Regions from separate parts of the Mus musculus genome. Here all the other regions are linked to region 1. A link is a contact called in public Hi-C and HiChIP or PLAC-seq data. All regions are on one chromosome and are shown on one strand. Each heading gives the region's core, a stretch centred on a gene start, on an enhancer-like site or on the middle of the called end of the contact. The rest is flanking DNA. Distances are from core to core; before and after follow the strand shown. Region 1 has its middle 32 kb from the start of Trib1. Region 2 has its middle 22 kb from the start of Gm36819. Region 3 overlaps Nsmce2 (NSE2/MMS21 homolog, SMC5-SMC6 complex SUMO ligase). Region 4 overlaps Nsmce2 (NSE2/MMS21 homolog, SMC5-SMC6 complex SUMO ligase). Region 5 overlaps Nsmce2 (NSE2/MMS21 homolog, SMC5-SMC6 complex SUMO ligase).

Evidence for each region. A called contact is a pair of places that touch in the nucleus more often than the background predicts. HiChIP or PLAC-seq counts read pairs in DNA pulled down with a chosen protein or histone mark.
Region 2: an H3K27ac HiChIP or PLAC-seq map of embryonic fibroblasts shows a contact between it and region 1, with 3 times the contacts expected there. The contact joins two enhancer-like sites. A contact is called at or near these places in 1 of 15 datasets of contacts at CTCF or cohesin (the NIH/3T3 cell line), 16 of 484 Hi-C or Micro-C datasets (the AML12 cell line, the MC3T3-E1 cell line, bone marrow-derived macrophages and 10 more) and 6 of 115 datasets of contacts at active chromatin or transcription factors (double positive thymocytes, embryonic fibroblasts, embryonic stem cells and 3 more).
Region 3: a contact with region 1 is called in an HNF4G HiChIP or PLAC-seq map of pancreatic cancer cells. The contact joins two enhancer-like sites. A contact is called at or near these places in 3 of 115 datasets of contacts at active chromatin or transcription factors (CD8 T cells, embryonic stem cells and pancreatic cancer cells).
Region 4: a Hi-C map of uterus shows a contact between it and region 1, with 2.8 times the contacts expected there. The contact joins two enhancer-like sites. A contact is called at or near these places in 3 of 484 Hi-C or Micro-C datasets (embryonic stem cells, liver and uterus), 2 of 115 datasets of contacts at active chromatin or transcription factors (CD8 T cells and pancreatic cancer cells) and 1 of 9 other capture datasets (embryonic stem cells).
Region 5: an H3K4me3 HiChIP or PLAC-seq map of bone marrow-derived macrophages shows a contact between it and region 1, with 5 times the contacts expected there. The contact joins two enhancer-like sites. A contact is called at or near these places in 1 of 484 Hi-C or Micro-C datasets (embryonic stem cells), 2 of 115 datasets of contacts at active chromatin or transcription factors (bone marrow-derived macrophages and pancreatic cancer cells) and 1 of 9 other capture datasets (embryonic stem cells).

Annotation. Positions count from the first base shown.
Region 1 is chr15:59,679,108-59,682,593 of GRCm38.p6, forward strand. No RefSeq gene overlaps it. Among named protein-coding and RNA genes, the nearest start is that of Trib1, 32 kb to the left of the region's middle. Within about 2 kb of position 1,719, at least 192 of the 459 cell types and tissues checked have an H3K27ac peak or open chromatin away from gene starts, as enhancers often do. A contact at or near this core is called in CD8 T cells, the NIH/3T3 cell line, bone marrow-derived macrophages and 5 more, where this site is marked.
Region 2 is chr15:59,844,208-59,847,356 of GRCm38.p6, forward strand. No RefSeq gene overlaps it. Among named protein-coding and RNA genes, the nearest start is that of Gm36819, 22 kb to the left of the region's middle. Within about 2 kb of position 1,309, at least 69 of the 459 cell types and tissues checked have an H3K27ac peak or open chromatin away from gene starts, as enhancers often do. A contact at or near this core is called in the NIH/3T3 cell line, bone marrow-derived macrophages, embryonic fibroblasts and 3 more, where this site is marked.
Region 3 is chr15:59,522,775-59,525,891 of GRCm38.p6, forward strand. The region is part of intron 4 of Nsmce2 (NSE2/MMS21 homolog, SMC5-SMC6 complex SUMO ligase); the gene reads left to right. Among named protein-coding and RNA genes, the nearest start is that of Gm36677, 94 kb to the right of the region's middle. Within about 2 kb of position 1,422, at least 149 of the 459 cell types and tissues checked have an H3K27ac peak or open chromatin away from gene starts, as enhancers often do. A contact at or near this core is called in CD8 T cells and pancreatic cancer cells, where this site is marked.
Region 4 is chr15:59,548,377-59,551,656 of GRCm38.p6, forward strand. The region is part of intron 4 of Nsmce2 (NSE2/MMS21 homolog, SMC5-SMC6 complex SUMO ligase); the gene reads left to right. Among named protein-coding and RNA genes, the nearest start is that of Gm36677, 68 kb to the right of the region's middle. Within about 2 kb of position 1,860, at least 98 of the 459 cell types and tissues checked have an H3K27ac peak or open chromatin away from gene starts, as enhancers often do. A contact at or near this core is called in liver, pancreatic cancer cells and uterus, where this site is marked.
Region 5 is chr15:59,454,824-59,458,118 of GRCm38.p6, forward strand. It overlaps Nsmce2 (NSE2/MMS21 homolog, SMC5-SMC6 complex SUMO ligase), which reads left to right. Exons shown (of 7, transcript NM_026746.3): 4 at 490-643. Among named protein-coding and RNA genes, the nearest start is that of Nsmce2, 82 kb to the left of the region's middle. Within about 2 kb of position 2,013, at least 11 of the 459 cell types and tissues checked have an H3K27ac peak or open chromatin away from gene starts, as enhancers often do. A contact at or near this core is called in bone marrow-derived macrophages, where this site is marked.

The DNA.
Region 1 (3,486 bases), core at 469-2,968:
TTGGCCAAGAGGAAGCCTCAGATCTACGAAGCATCTGCCCTACATTTGAACACTGAGTAAGGCACACAGGGTGTGGCCTTTGGGGTCATACTTCTTCCTAGCTCCTGTCTCTGACATGCCGTGTGTATGGCTTGTGCCAGTATCAGTGCTATAGATGAGGAAACTTTGGTACACAGTTAAGTAATCCACCCACGACTGTTTAACCAGTAAGTAGCCGAACCACAAATCCTCACGGTGTGGCCCTGGGGCCTTGTTCTAGAAGCCTGAGCCATGTAGCAGGGTAGGAAACAACTCTAGAGGTCGAGGAGACGAGTGGAGGAGGGTTGTAGGGTTGCCTGCCTTTCCAGACTGATAGCCCGAACTCCTGGCTAGTTTGACTGCTGTTTGCCCTGTGACCGGTAGCTCTTTCTACATCTCAGTTTCCCTGTCCACACAGAGTTTAGAGTCTGTCTTGAGTTGCTGTGGGAGGCTTGACTGACAGTTCTTGGAAACCTCAGAGTTCTATATGAGCACAGCTATGGCGAGGATCTCTAAGAACTTCCCTGGCACCTAATATATCCCTGACAGAGCTGGCACTCCAATGGGTGAACAGTGGGCACCCTGATCTTCTTGCTCAGTCTGGAGAGCTGCAGGCCCCACCTGGAGGGCACTGTGTCAAACACAGACTTGAAGGAACAAGGCCTTCTATAGAATCTGTTCCAGGCCTGCTAACCTACAGCATACGAGGAAAGCCTACAGTTCATAGGCTGGGGACAGAGCCTTGCTTGGGACAGTTCTGTTGTCACTTTGGAAACCCACTGTCCCAGGCAAGAAGGATTAGAAGGGCAAGGGTACAGAGATGAGAGCAAAGGGGCTGGTGCCCTGTCAGAGTGAGCTTCTAGGATCTCCCCAAGAGAACTCTAGCAAAAAGCTATTAATTCCTCTCTAAGAAGTCGGGTCTCAGAGCTTTCCTTCTGGGATCAAATGAGATGTGACATCATAGGATGAATTGCCAGAGAACAGCATTGTGACTCTCACCCCCCAGTGAGCCCTGGGGTTTGGGGGACAGGTGTGGAATGGTTTTGTGAACTAAGGAAAAAGCAAATGTGGGGTGTGGTATCCTCACAGCAGCTCATCGCTGCTCTTCCCTCTGGTGCAACCTTTTCCGCTTTAGTCTTGTTTAAATCCCAACACTTCCCGTTCCAAATGAAGAACGTTCCAGAATGCTCCGTTAGCACACGGGTTAGTTTATGGGTGATTTATCAGGGCAGTTTCCTGGATTATGGCCTCATCTTCTCTCAGCAAATCCTGTTGAAACACACTTCTGTCAGCTGTAAACCCTGAATGTGGGAAAAGAGCTGACACACAGGCTCCGTCTCCGGAGTAGCGCATTCCCGAGTGTGGGCAGTTCACCAAGACCAGGAAACCTCCGGTTCGGCTCGAGAAGAGGTCACCCTGTGGGCAGGGGCAGCCCTCAGCTGATTGGGACTCGAAGGAACCAGGATTCAGAAATCCTAACCTGGTCTGCCTGGGTTACAGATTCTCTTGCCAGCCCTGGGGGACCAGCTTCCCTCTCCTACCCACTGACCAGTAACGACAGGCTGGATGTCTCTGGGACATTCCGGAACAGGACACAGCTGAGGTTTGACCCAGGCTGCATGGGTCTATGGACACTGGTGAACCGTGAACGGCTTGCCCTGGAGTGACCATCCTGTCCTCGGGCTCTGTAGAAACAGCCCGAGGCACTCAGCCCCAGCCTCCTTCCTGCTTACTGAGACCTTGACCTCTTGCGGTGCCTCTGTGGAGCTGCAGGGCGGCTAGGAAATGAGTTAAGCCGGCATTTCCCACTCCAAGGCTGAGCCCACCCCCGTTTATCCAGCCTTCCCAGAGCAGCAAGGGCTATTTTTTTCCTTTTCTTTTCTTTCTCCCTTTGTAGCATTTCCTGGTTTTCAGCCGAATGAGTCACTTCCTTCTCTGGGTTCCACATAAAACTCAAAAGGTAACTTTTCTCTATGAGTGGATTTTATTTTACCAACACTGATTTTTTTCCCCTTTCTCACTCTTATGGACATGGAAGATGTGCATATTTCTTTTCCTCTTTTCGCTTTGGTTTCTGGGAAGCCTGGAGTCCAGTATGAGGTTCCTCTTGATCAAGTGACTGCTCTGAGCCTTCTAAATTAACTTTGTCCCCGTTTTTCATCTTCAAGCCAAGCCTTTCTTTTTCCATTTTTGATTTTTATGGTATTTGTATTATCAATTTTATTTTAATTGAGGGTTTTATTTACATTTTATTCGAGCGTGTGCTTGAGCGCGTGTGTGCGCACGTAGAAGTCAGAGAACACTCTGTGGGAGTCCATTGTCTTCCTCCATTTTATGGGTCCTGGGGATTTGGTTACAAGCGTCTTTACCCACTGAACCATCTCACTGGCTCAGCAATAGTATTTTTCATGATAGAACTTACATAAATAAAATGTATCCAAGTCAAGTATAGAGTTTGAGGTGACTAATCTTGGTTTTTCAACTTAACTGTGTCTGGAATCAATAAGACCAGGTGCCAAGTGTTCCTGTGAGGGTTTTCTTGATTAGATTATTTGAAGTGGGAAGGTGGACCCTAAATGTGGGCGGCATCTTCTGGCTGCTGCACAGATAAGGGAACATGGAAGAGGGATTTTTTTTTTTTTTGTTTTGTTTTGTTTTGGTATTTTTGACACAGTGGTTCATTATATAAGCCCTGGCTGGCTTAGAACTCAGTGTGTAAACCAGCCTGGCCTCAAACTCATAAGATCATAAGAGACCCACCTGTCTCTGCATTTCTAGTGTTGGGCTTCAGTCTAATATTTGTGCCATGGGAATCAGAGAGATAACTAAGAGGTTTAGAGCAGTGGCTGATTTTCCAGAGGGCATGGGTTCAATTCCTGGCACCCACATGGCAGCTCACACCTGCTTGTAACTCCAGTTCCTCTTCTGGACTCTGCAAGAGGCTCGACGTATGTGCAGGCAAAATACAGCAGATTAAAAATTTTTTTTTGTAAATATTTATTTATTTTATTTATATGAGTACACTGTAGCTGTCTTCAGACACACCAGAAGGCATTGGATCCCATTACAGATGGTTGTGAGCCACCATGTGGTTGCTGGGATCTGAACTCAGGAAGAGCAGTCAGTGCTCTTAACTGCTAAGACATTTCTCCAGCCCCACAACAGACTTTTAAAAACATCTAATGGCAGTCTCGACACATCCTCAGCTGTGCACTTATTCTCATTGTGCCTTTAAGAAGCAGTTGGGGGCTGGGGAGATAGCTCAGTGGTTAGGAGCACTGGCTACTCTTCCAGAGGACCCAAGTTCAATTCCCAGTACCTACATGGCAGCTCACAACTGTCTTTTACTCCAGTTCCAGGGGCTGACATCCTTACATAGATGAATTCAGTCAAAATACCAAGGCACATTAAATAAATAAAAAAGAGAAGCAGTCAGAGTCCTGACTTTCTATAAAGGTCTCAGTTTCA
Region 2 (3,149 bases), core at 59-2,558, 160 kb after region 1:
CCAGAAGAGGGGACAGAAAGAATGTATGTATACATAACACAGGCACAGCTTCCAGAGTCTGTTTAGTGTTGTTTTGTATGCACAGGCTGACCACTTGGGATTAGACAACCTATCAGGGGTCACTGTTCTTGGAGAAAGCTGGTTCTTGAAGTCCCCCAATGATCATCTGTAGCTCTTTGTCTAGGCATGGAACTTTGTGAAATTTTCCCATCTACCTTGGCACATCAACTGGAGTTGTTATTATGCAAGTCTTGATTAGACAACCATATTGAGATTTCATGGGTGTAGCTTTCCTGTCATGTCTAGATGATACTATCTAACACTGAGTGTCCTGGTTCTCTGGCTCTTATGATATTTCTGCCCCTTCTTGGGAGGTTTCCCCCAAATGATGCACTGTGATTGTATATGGGTCAGCACTCTGCATTGAGACGAGATTACTTCTTGTCTCTGAAACTGGATCTTGAGAGCTTACTTAAGTCCAGAGTCAGGATAGAGATGGGATGTAGCGTCTGGTGCAAGATCGGATCATGTTTGGCCTCAGTTCATTGAACTGGACTTAAATGAATCTAGTCATATTGTAAGTTATACCTGCACATTCAAACTATCACCCATAAGGATCATTCTACAGATATCAATGACCTTGAAACAACCGTTCCCTGGAGAATGAGATTCATTCCTGGTTCTCGATATGAATACGGCATTGGTAGTCTAGGTGGTAACTCACTCTTTTCTAGACTTGAAAGAATTAGAATGTTAAAGAGAAAAGTGTTGGGGTACCAGGCAAGTGACACTGTAGCCCACTGTGGAGGCTGAATGATGGCAGACAGCATGAGTTCTGGAATCCCACTGTGTGCACTGATTGAACTATGTCCTGGCTGTGTGACTTTAGGCTAGTTTCTGAGTCTGTCTGCTCTTCGTTGACCATGACGGTAAGTTGAGGATTCGTCACCTACCTTACAGAATGGTTGAGTATGTTAGCAAAAAGGGAATGAATGGGTCTGTGCTTACCACATAGCAGATGTTGTGCAATTGTTCCTTCCTCATGTCCCTGCCCTGCACTGGGCTGGAATGTCTCCCCGGTGATCCCACCTAACAGGACTTGTTATGTTCTAGTTGTTAATCTCCTTCCCATATTAGTTCATGGCTGTGTTCCTGGTGCCTAGCAGCCGAGTGCCTGAGACATCCCTGGTGTTCCGTGTTATTCTTAATAATATTTGTCAGGAGGAATGAAAGGATTCAGAGATCAGCTGGCCCAAGCTGGAGCCCTGAAGATCAGTGTTACAGGAATTAGGTGTGAGTCATCTAGGCATGTGGCCATGGCCTGAGGAAGCCTGCTTCTAGGTCCGGAATAATCCGAATCTTCCAAGGGGAGGCACATGGAGACAGGAAGGGCTTACTCAATACCTGCTCTGGGCCAGAGGTTGACATGAGCTTGTCCCTCACTGAGGCACACGGTGTTAGAGCAGGTCATCACCAACAGATGGCACTCTGATGGCCAAATGGAGGAGCCCTCAGGGTCCTACTCTCTCGGTCCACCTGCCCAGACATGGGAGGAAACTGGGCAAAGACTTAGAGTTGAGCAGAAAATCCAACCTTTTTCTCTTGCCAAACCACCTCTGCAAATTATGATGCCTTCAGAGTCTGGGTTTCCTTCTTAAACAAAATTCTGAATCAGTTGTAATTCCTGTCCTGTGAGGAGGAGAGAAAAAAACCTTTTCTCCCACAGGTACAACTTCCTGTTAATGTTTCCCTTTTAAAAATTAGCACATATTGTATAACACAATTAAATCAAATAATCAATGTTACCACAACACTCTTCTATATGTATATTATGAACTTTGGTCTCTTGCTTCATTTCCTATTTATTTTGTGTGTATGTGTGTATGAGTGTGTGTGTGTGTGTGTGTGTGTGTGTGTGTGTGTATGTGTAAGCCAGAGGACATATCTGAGAGCCCTTCCTTAAGAACATTAGCCTTTGTTTGTTGATTCAGGAGCCAATATGTATGTATGTATGTATGTATGTATGTATGTATGTATGTATACATATACATACATATATTTATAATAAATGACAGGGTCTTGTTATATAGCTTAGTATGGCTTCAAACTCATGATGCTCTTGCTCCCCTCACTGCTGGGATTGCTCCTGTGTACTGGCATGCTCCGTTTCATCATTTAGATCTTAATTTGACACCTGTTTCTATTGTACTGTTCTGCAAGCTGCTGCTCAAAGTAATTTATGAGTATTGGCTCACTCTAACCATCTTGCTGGCCTTAGAAGATTGGTACCATCATCCCTACCTGATGGGAGATTGAAGCACAGAGATGCAAGGTGTATCACTTATGACCTATAACTAATGTGTCATAGGAATGGGGGACCAACTGGCTAGTTCCAGAATCAGGGCTCAGAATGACTCCATCTCATTGTTGTCTCGCTTGCTACCTTCATATACGGCTCAGACAACCTACCAAGGAACCATTGCTGCTGAGAGATCTAAGGATATAGGGGTTCCAAGGAGACATGCTTGCTCAAGTTTGCTCAGCTGCATGAGGTGGGGCGGCAACCGAGACTCATGATGTCTGATTCCTGAGTGGCAGCAGGCTGGGCTAACTGACCAGTCTACAGAGGAAAGAGGTCTTCCCTTAGAGGTTCAGAATCCGTGGGTGCCTCCCAGAGAGTCCTTTTCCAATCTGTTTTGTTTTTTTTTTTCTTCCCTGTCTGCTTCTTCGTCTGCTTCATGTTCAATGTCAGTGTCAGTGCTGATGGTAGCAGGCATCTTGTCTTGCCTTTGACCATGATGGGGTGCTGCTAAGGCTTCCTCTTCTCTCTTTAGAGCTTTCTTCCTTTCTATTTACTGGATCTCCTTCTGTCTCTAGCCAAGCTCTGCATCAGCAGCAGCAAGATGGGGTATGGACCATGACTCTGTCTCTTGCTTGCAAGAGAACTTGGGCAAGCTGCATAACCTCTCTGCTTTTCAGTGAATCAGCCTTTAGCATTAAAAGATTTACAATTAGTAGACTCACCTTTTAAAAAGGGTGGAGTCATTGTAAGTTGCCCAGGCTGGTCTCAAATTCTAGAATTAAAAAAATCTTCCTGCCACTGCCTCTTCAGTCACTATGGCTTTTCAGAGACTATGGCCTTTCTCTTT
Region 3 (3,117 bases), core at 172-2,671, 160 kb before region 1:
GTTCTATGTGCATGTACGCATTTCCTTTTTAAGGTTTCATTGTGTATATTCATCAGCGTCTATTTTCTTCTCATCCCTAGAAGCCCAGTGAAGTTAGTGCTGTCATCCCTGATACGTATGTGCAGAGAAAACTCATAGAAGTCACTCTGCTTGTAGGGGGAAGAACTTCCTGTCTTTCACAAGCCTGCTCGATGCCGTCACTTCTGAAAAGCCTTAGTATGCCCCTAGCCTTCCATGGCACTGTTCACTCATGGGCGTCTCTACAGAAATGACATTGTGCGTGGCTCCTGTGCCAGGTGCATTACGCCCTCCTCCTTGCCACTGCTTACATGAGGGCTTCTGGTATGTGGGGTCTTTGACAGTTTTCACTTTCTGTCTCACACTCCATATGCCAGTCTTAGCTCTATAACCTCAGACAAGTTATGAGTTCCTCAGGTGGGTGGAAGTGTTTCTTCTTTTATGTGACCCTTGTTGGACATACATAAGGGATTGTTGCGTAGTGACCATTTCCCGTCTGCTGAGTTGGAGGCTCTGGGACATGAGTCTGGTAACGTCTTCATCACTAGGCTGTTCTTCAGATCTCACTTGCATCTTTCTGTTGTTCCCTGCAGAGGGCCTCCCCTTCTCCAGTAGCCTGTCTGCCTCTTCCAGTCAAGCACTGGTAGTCCTTAGATATGACGAATATGGTGACTAACTGAGAAGCCTCTTTGTAAAGACCTCAAAAGCAATCACAGGTTTAAATGTGTGTTTGCAGATAAATACATACATATGTTTGCATATAAACAAAGATTTTGTCATCTTCTTTAAGTGCTTAACTCGCATGTGCTTACTAAGACATCTCTGCAGACTGTAAATTAAAAGAATAGCCAGCCACCGAGAGTTCCAAGACCAAGAGTTCCAAGACAAAAAATCCGCAAAAATTCTTTGAAAAATTTTTGGCTAGAAAATTATTTTAATTGACTTTTTAGTACAACTTTTGATGTTAAATATAATGTCAGTGGCAGAGAATCTAAAATAATAAGCATACTTGGGATCTTTAAAAATCCATTGTCAGTGTCCACCATGTGCAGATTTTAGTTGATTATAGTGAAATGACTGGCGGGGAGAAAGAAAGGTGTTCTAGTAAGTACTCATAAGGAATTCCAGAAGCTTCTGGGAGCTAGGACCACTGGTTCTGGAGGCACTGCACCATCTTTGGGTTCTCCAGTGGCATGGAGGGCTGCTTCTGAGCAGGCCTGGCCCTCCTCTCAGGTTTGCTTCTCAGCTTTCCCTGGTTCCTTTGGAGGAGAGGAAGTGTGTGTGTGTGTGTGGGGGGGGGGGGGGGTCTGGAGAAGCCTGAGGGCAGAACCCATGGGTTGCTGAAGTGAGCGAGCCCTGTGGTTGCCATGCCAAGGCCTGGCTGGTGCTGGCTCAAGCTCCGTGTTTGCTTTGTGGGAGCATGCCGGAACTGACCTTTCACTTGCCCTTCACGCTCTGGGTGACTCAAACGCTGAGCCATTGTTTTAGGAACTGATTATGCTTTGACAGTATGGCAGAGGTATTTCCTCAGTGCTGGGCCGAGGCTGGGAGGTGGGTAGATTTTGGTATGATTTTGCTTCAATTGGGAGGACCGCTTTTCTCTTTCTTTGGGTATTGTTTTGCTTTTTCCATCTGTAATACACATGCCAGTCCCAGATGCTGAAATTCACCTGAACCTGTCCAAAAATTGCCAAGAGATCTTGTAGCTTTCACTGGCAGCTTGTAGCCTTAGTGTGGCATTTCTGTTAAAGGCTCACTCTATCCTTGCCATCATATGGAGGCCAAGAGTCAAAACAGACAAATGTGGAAATGTAAGCCATATAAAGCTCTGTGCTTGTAAATCTTCATAGTAGAGCAACTATAACAGTGTGAAGGGAGGCTTTTATTACGTAGATTCATGGAATCTGCCCTCTCTGAAAGTTTGGAGTTGCCGGTTAAATACGTATGTATTTTTCAAAGGAAATCATCAAAAAGGACATTCCGCTCTTATTACAAAGTTATTTTAGGGGTAAATATTTTGATAGATGTGGTTCGGTGCACCTGGGAGCTGAGCCGTAGCTTGAGGCGGTTAGAACAGATGGAGCTCTGAGATAGTTCAAGGCTTGGGTTTTCCCCTGTGCAAGCACATGGCTGGTGGGCCGCAGGAACCTTAACTTTCTCCATGCTGATGTTAGAAAAGTAGCTTTCTTATGGAAAGGTCTCATTACTGAAGCGTTCGGGGACCATCGTAGGTCTTCTCTGAAATAAATGTATAGTGAGGTCTGTTGTGTACACACATTTTATTAAGAGAGAGAATGCAGTCTCTGGCCAGGAGTAAGTCATGTCAGGACTGCCTACATTTGCATCAAATGCAAAGGTCTGGGATTTGGGCGCTGACTGACTGACAGGAACAGCAGAAGCTTAGCAAGACAGAAAGACTGCTGTGAGCTTCCTTCTTTTTTGAAGTTGAGTTGAATCACTAGTCAGATTGAAATCCTAGCATATAATTTTTAAAAATAGTCTAGTGTGTCATCCAACCTTGTCAGGAAATCAGTGTACACGAGCACAGCTCTGGCTGCTTCCCGTGCTCACCTGCCATTTCAGTAGAGAGCTTGCTTGGCTAGGGACATTCTACAATTCTAACACTTCTCCCTCTTTGACTAAAGTGATCTTTTGTCAGCCATGAAAGTATTTGTCCTTGTGAAAGTCACCTCGTAGGAGCCGGGTGGTTTGGTAACCTGAGTCCAGTCATGGGGCCCCGTTCATAAGTTAGTGATCTTGGAACAGGGACCATGTTTGTTGGTGTGATTTGTCTCTGTTTTGGTTTGGTTTTGTTGAGAAAGTCTCACTGTGTAGCCCAGGCTGGCCTGGAAATCAAGCCAATCCTGGCTCGGTCCCCTAAGTGATGAGTTTTACAGGTATGAGCTACCACACCCAGTCGTTTGTCACTTCTTATTTCCTATCTCAGAATAAGTTCCCCAAGGGCAGAAACCACCTTTCTGTTCTCATCGAGTAGTTGTTGATGATTTGTTGACGGACACATAGCTGAGAACTGTTTGTGTAACCCCCCCCCCCCCGCCCCCAGCTCTGAGTTAACACATGGTGATGGTGATTTTTCAG
Region 4 (3,280 bases), core at 610-3,109, 130 kb before region 1:
TGCTGCTCTTGCAAAGCTGAGTTCAGTTTCCAGCACTGATATCAGATGGTCTGTAACTGCAACTCTGGGGCATCTGACACCCTTTTCTGGCCTCTACAGGCATCTGAATACATTCAGACAGATACATACGCATAAATGAAAATGACTTTAAAAAAGAAAAAGAAGTCTGACAGCCAGGAGATAGGGCTTTGGAAGCACGACGTAGAAAAATGTCTGGTTTATCATAGGCACAGTGGGCAAGCAAGCATCCAGACTTGGATGCTAAAGTGTCTGATCATAGGGGGATGCAGTCTTCTCTTTGTAGCCGAATGAAATTTTCCAGGAGACCTTTTGAGCTGCCAGTTGACAGCCCTATATGACATGTCTGTTGGGCTCCTTTGGCACTCATGGCAACAAGAAACAAACCCTGCAGTTTTAAATAAGCAGTTAGAGAGCTCAGAGCAGGTGGTCATAACTCAGTATGAAGCCACCAAACACCTCATCTTCCTGACTGACACCTTTCTAAATTCTCCCAAAGACCTCAGAATACCTCCCTCTCTCAACAGCGACAGGCTTGGCATTGTTAGTGAAGGAGGCCCATGGCCTTCTTGGACCTCTCTGCAGGTCCCACAGGCTGGACTTACAAAGAGTCTTTTGACCAGGCAGCGGTGTAAGTGACTTTATGGAAGACAAGCCAGCGCTTGTTTCCTCTCTGTGCTGTAAGGGTTAAGAGTCATCACTGTGGTCACCAAGGTCAGACACCAGCTCTCAGTGTGCTGGTTCCAGCCACAGATGTGTTTGGGTTGGCCAGGGGAGTTGTATACACATGTATCTTCGGTTGCAACATACACCAGTTAGAAGGGTTCCCATCAGAATCAGCATTTCCAGCTTCTTTTAGTACTGTCTCTGACAGCACAGGCTGCCGTGTAGAGGCTGTCTGCCTCAGTGACATGGAGGTCCCTCATTGACCCTTCTACCTTGACGTAGCTTCAGCCTGGCCTACTTCCTGGATGCAGGTTTAACAGTGTTCCTACAGAGTCCTGTGCCATTTTCTCTACAATAAAAGTGAAAAGTACAAATTCTCCTCATCACACTCCTGACCTAATTTTAACAAGTTGCCAAATACTGAGTCTCAGGCCTACAGTGTGCTTTAAGATATAATTCCTAAGGGCAGCATTCTTTGATCAATCCTCTTGTAAAGTCACACAGTTGAAGACGATCCCTACCTGCTGGTGTTTCTGTGTCACAGCTCTTCTCCCTCTGCCCCATGGTTCCCAGCAGTGTACATGCTAAACATATCCTTAGTTGTCCCCTTTTGGCTGCTCATAGGTTTGAAGCTAGGCTGTCTGTGGGGAAGGGAGTGTGGAGCTGCAGAGGGGAAACGAGATACCTGTTTGGCTTCCACTGGCTTGAAAACTGAGTCATGAGTCCATAGTACAGAGGTAATGTGAACAAGTCTTTGCAAATCACTGCATCAGTAAGCCGTTTGCCCCCACCCCTTACACACCCTTTTCTCACCCGTTGTATGGCCAGCCCCTCTCTTGGTTCCATTTAGACTACCTAACCTCCGTTGGCAAAATCTGCCCTTTTCCTACCACCTCATTATTCTCTGGCCACCTGCCAACCACGTGAGGGCGATTTGAACACTGCTGAAAGCAGGCCAGCACATGGAGTCCTTAGAGACGCTGTCATGTAGTCATGACCGTGAGGAAGCATGTCTCCTGGAACTGTGGGTCACGTCACTCCACCGTTGTCATATTTCACTTTACCATCGCAGGGGTTTTGTGCATTTCTTCCAATTCCCATGACTCTGGTTTCACATGAGGTCGTGGACTTCTCAATCAAAAAGTTGCTCATAGCTTTGGTAGGTCTGAAATTTCAGAGTATTGAGCAAGGCCCGCATTGTGCTAGAACATGATCTAATAAGATTGGACTGTCAAAACAAGAAGCAGCAGTCTGGCTAAAAGGTTTTTAAGCAGGAAATCTGTCCTGTGAGAACCTCCAAAAGATGATAAACATGTAGGCTGGGGGCCGATTTCATTTTCATCTCTACCATGAACTTAAGCAGACTGAAGTAGAGGCAGAAACCGTAGATGCTATCTTTTGGTTGGGAAACTAATTGGTTGTGTAATTAGCTGTGTGAAACATCAGGAAAATATGTGAACCATTTTGTTAGGACCCTACAGAGTACTTGGGACAGAGCCCCAAAATGTCAAGTAGAGACGATGCGTCACTCAGAGTGCAGTCGGAGAGCAGGGAGTTCCTTTCCAGCCCACCAACCGTGAGAGGCGGCAAGTTATGTAACCTTTTCCGCTCCTTGGTCTTTTCATCCCTGACATGAGAATTGGGACATTATAAGATGTTCACGGGGGATAAAAGGAATAATCTGGAGCAGTGCCTGGAGCTGGAGGAGTGGCCAGTAAGCGAGAGCAGTGACTGGTAGGTACATCGCAAGTATGCTTGTGCATTCTGATCTCAGCACAGTTTCCAAAAGAAGATCGGCTGGTATCTTAGTTTTCTGCTCTTTGTGGCTCCTCACTAGTGGAACCCTGTGAAGGGAAACATCTTGTCATTCTCTGCACCATTCTCTTGTCAAGAGCACATCTCAGTGAAGGCTCAGGTCAGGATGGCCCTGGCGATGAGTCACTGTAGTTCACTTTGGCCTCCTCCTGAAGCCCACTTTTATAATTTTCCAGTTCAATTATTAAGACACTGAATATCTGCATCATACTACTGCTGGATTGCAATGTAACCACTAACCAAGCATGTTTATGCAATGCCTTATGTGTAATCACTTATAATAAAAGTAAAAGCCGGGTGTGGTGGTGCACGCATTTAATCCCAGCACTTGGGAGGCAGAGGCAGGTGGATTTCTGAGTTCGAAGCCAGCCTGGTCTACAAAGTGAGTTCCAGACCAGCCAGGGCTATACAGAGAAACCCTGTCTCGAAAAACCATTAAAAAATAAAAAATAAAAATAAATAAATAAAAGTAAAGAGTATGGCTTAGTGATGGCTTCATATTGGCTAAAGGGGAAAGCCCGCGCCGTCTCTCAGCATGTTAGATTAATCCCTGCAGTGGAAACTAGATTGATTCTGACAGAGTAGCTGGAAGTCTAGTCAGCTGCCTGCTTGCTTCCTCCTTGCTGCCGTTGTGTAATGGGCAAAGGTGTGCTCTGGGGACCACTGAGGCATTTGGTTTTGCCCCTGGCAGAGGACTTGGATCTGATTCCCAGCAGCAGCAGCCGCAGCAGCAGCAGCAAAAGCGGCAATCCCTTTCCTCTGCCGAGTCATTGCCAGCTAA
Region 5 (3,295 bases), core at 763-3,262, 220 kb before region 1:
GGCTGAACTTTATAATACTTAGGGAGAAGAACATACATTGAGTGTTTGGCCTTGAACAGAACAAGCAGGACACTCAACTCCTTGTTAGACCAGGGAACTGTAGAAAGTCAAAACCTTAGTTTCTCTTGTTAATGTAGGGATCACTGTCACCCACAGATCAAGGGCTGCAAGAGGATGCTGAACTGAAGATGGAATAAACACTATTGCATGTAGAGATGGGCTGAGCAGATCCAGGTGAAAGAAGAGGGGTGAAGGCCAGGTCTGGGCCAGTCGCCTCTTCTGCAGGGTTTAACAAGTTCATGGACTTAGTGACAGGCTGTGTAGAGCAGGAAGGCAGGGTGGGCGAGCCTGTCACTTTTTCTGAGTAGTCTCGTGAGAGGATCTGTTCTCTCTCATACTGTCTTTTGAATTAAATGAGATTAAGACAGTTGTATAGCCCTTGTTGATACTCATTATCTCTAACGAACATGAATTTATGGTCTTTCTTAGGTAAAAGAAGAACGTCCAGAAAAAGTACCAGATTTAAAATTACTGGTAGAGAAGAAATTTTTGGCTTTACAGGATAAGAACTCTGATGCCGACTTTAAAGAGAATGAAAAGTTCGTGCAGTTCAAGCAACAGCTGAGGGAGCTGAAGAAGCAATGTAAGTCAGCCGCTTCGCTCTGGCTTCTTGAGATGAGGGGCCTGACCTGTGAGCAGTGTCCGCTTCTCTGCTTGCTCCATCCTCTGCCTGAATGGCTTGTCTTGTTGCAGTTTCGTGTTTGTCTAATACTGATTCCAATTGCCTGTCTATTTCTGAAGCCAACAGTTTCCACAAAGTGTCTCACTGCTGGGGAGGGGACTTGGGAAAACAAAATAAAACTAAAAACCATTTTATTAAGATAACAATGGTAATTCTTTCAAAACGTAAACTGCTGTGCCAAGCTCTGAAGTACATTTGTTCCCATTTGCTGCTGTGGGGCAGCGTTGGTGAGGTTTCCTCGGGGATTCCTCCCAAATGCTTAAAAGTCCCTCTGATACTGTACCCTGGGTACTATAAGTTCCATGTGATTTTAAAATTGGCTTAAATGCTTGTTAACAGTTAGGGTTTTGACTTGAAAATGAGAGTGAGGAAAATAATTCATTTTACATACGCACACCCCTACCTTACAGAGTGTACCAGAAATAATATATCTTCTCCACAGTGAGGAAAATAATCCACTGTGTACACACACAGACACGGACGGACGGACAGACAGACAGATAGACAGACAGACACACACACACACACACACACACACACACACACACACACACACACACACAGTACCAGAAGTAGTAAACCTTCTCCATGTGGTCCTCAGAGCAATGTTAGTGAGTTAGATCTTTTTTTTTCTTGTCTAGGCAGCTGTTTAGTTGTATAGGGATTTGTTTGTTTGTTTGTTTTATTTGTTTTAGGATTGAGACACGATTGTTCCTTAAAGAATTGAAGAGGAAAGTGAATGACTTTTTTCCCTTTCAAACGTTAGCCTTCTTTCACACTTATGTGTACACTGACAGAGCAGGATGTTATGTGATGTAAATTCATTTTGTGTCTTTCTATGTACTTAGTGTAGAGATTCATGTTTTGAAGTTGGCTTTCTTTTGGTTTTTTTGGTTTTGTTTTTTTGTGGGTTTTTTTTTTTTTTTTTTTTTTTTTTTAGGTTTTTTGAGACAGGGTTTTCTCTGTGTAGCCCTTGCTGTCCTGGAACTCACTGTGCAGACAAGGCTGGCCTCTAATCCGCCTGCCTCTGCCTCCCAAGTGCTGGGATCAAAGGCGTGCGCCACCATGCCCGGCTGAAGTTGGCCTTCTTTTAAGTAAAGTATTTCTTTAAATTGGTGCTGAGATCTCAAAAATGACTGAGGAAGCTGCTTCACTTTTGTCTATTTTACAAATAACTTAAGTTTCACAATTTAGAATGTTTTGCAATCCTGATGAGACTATTGCTGTTCTGTAGATCTAAACAGTAAGCAGTTTCCCTCGATTTGGTTCTTGATTGAGCATTGTCACTATCACAATCTTTCTCAAATAATTTTATGCAGTTCCCCAGTAGAGCAGAATCCCCAGAAGAGAGAAAGTGGGGCTTTCAGGTTTTATGTCTGCCATAGCAGACATGTTTGTAACTTTAGTGCCCTTGAATTCAGTCTTACACATTATGACAGACCTAATGCCTCACCTCTTATTTTAAAGATATTTTATAATAAAACCGAGGAATAAATATATAAAAAGTATGTTTCTTCCTCCTTTGTTACTTATTCACAAAGTTATTGTTCCATAAAAGAAATTATAGGGAATTTTAGAATAAATGGTCTTGGGGAAATTTCTAATCAGAAGCATATAATGCAACCAAATTAATGTTTAAATTGTGATTATTACTTTTTTAATATGGGGAAAGAGAAAGAGAGAGGAGAGAGAAGAGAGATGTGCTTCCCCAAGTCCAGCCATATACATCATTTGGATAGTTAAATCTAATGACAAGTAAATTTATATTGAAAAGAACACTTCCTTATGTAAGAGTTCCCCATGCGTTGCAACACTGGGAATAACAGAAGTTTCCCTTTAATTTCCCCTGAAATGTTATTTTAAAAGGTCCTGATCTTAAATAGCAGAGCAAACAAAATATCAATACTCTTTTAAAGTGCTATATAAGATACTTTGTGGCGCTTGCAAAATGGAATTGTTAGCTTAGTGTTTTGAGTACTGCCAGTTACTTCTGTAGCATGTCTGATAGGTTTTGTTCTTTAGATTTCACTCTGCTGTGACGGTCCTGATGGAACAGGCTTGTGCAGTGGTTATGTGTCCAGATCCAAGGTACACTGTGACTTATTAAAGGGGCTAATGGATCCATCCGCTTTGAAATATGTTCTGGAGTTAAGGAGTTGTTGTAATTTGTAGTAATAATATTTGGTTTTTTTTTTAATTTGGAAAATATAAGTGAGAGGGAGACACATACACAAACACACACAGACAAAGTCCCTCATCTGTAGTTGCCTGTTTTGATGAAGTAAAAGCTATAGTGAGAACCCTGCAGGCATGATGACATGTACCTATAATCCCAGCACACAGGAGGTAGAGGCAGGAGGATCGCTGCCCCGTGAGGCCAGCTTGGACTACATAGTAAGTTCCAGGCTATCCAGGGCTATATGACAAGACTCTGTCTTAAAGATAAAAAATGACTGAAGTATGTATATAAAGGGTTGTTCTTTTATGTAAACAACCATAATATTTTCTCCATATTCCTCATGTGAGCTACAGTTGCAGGGAATTTAAGTTATC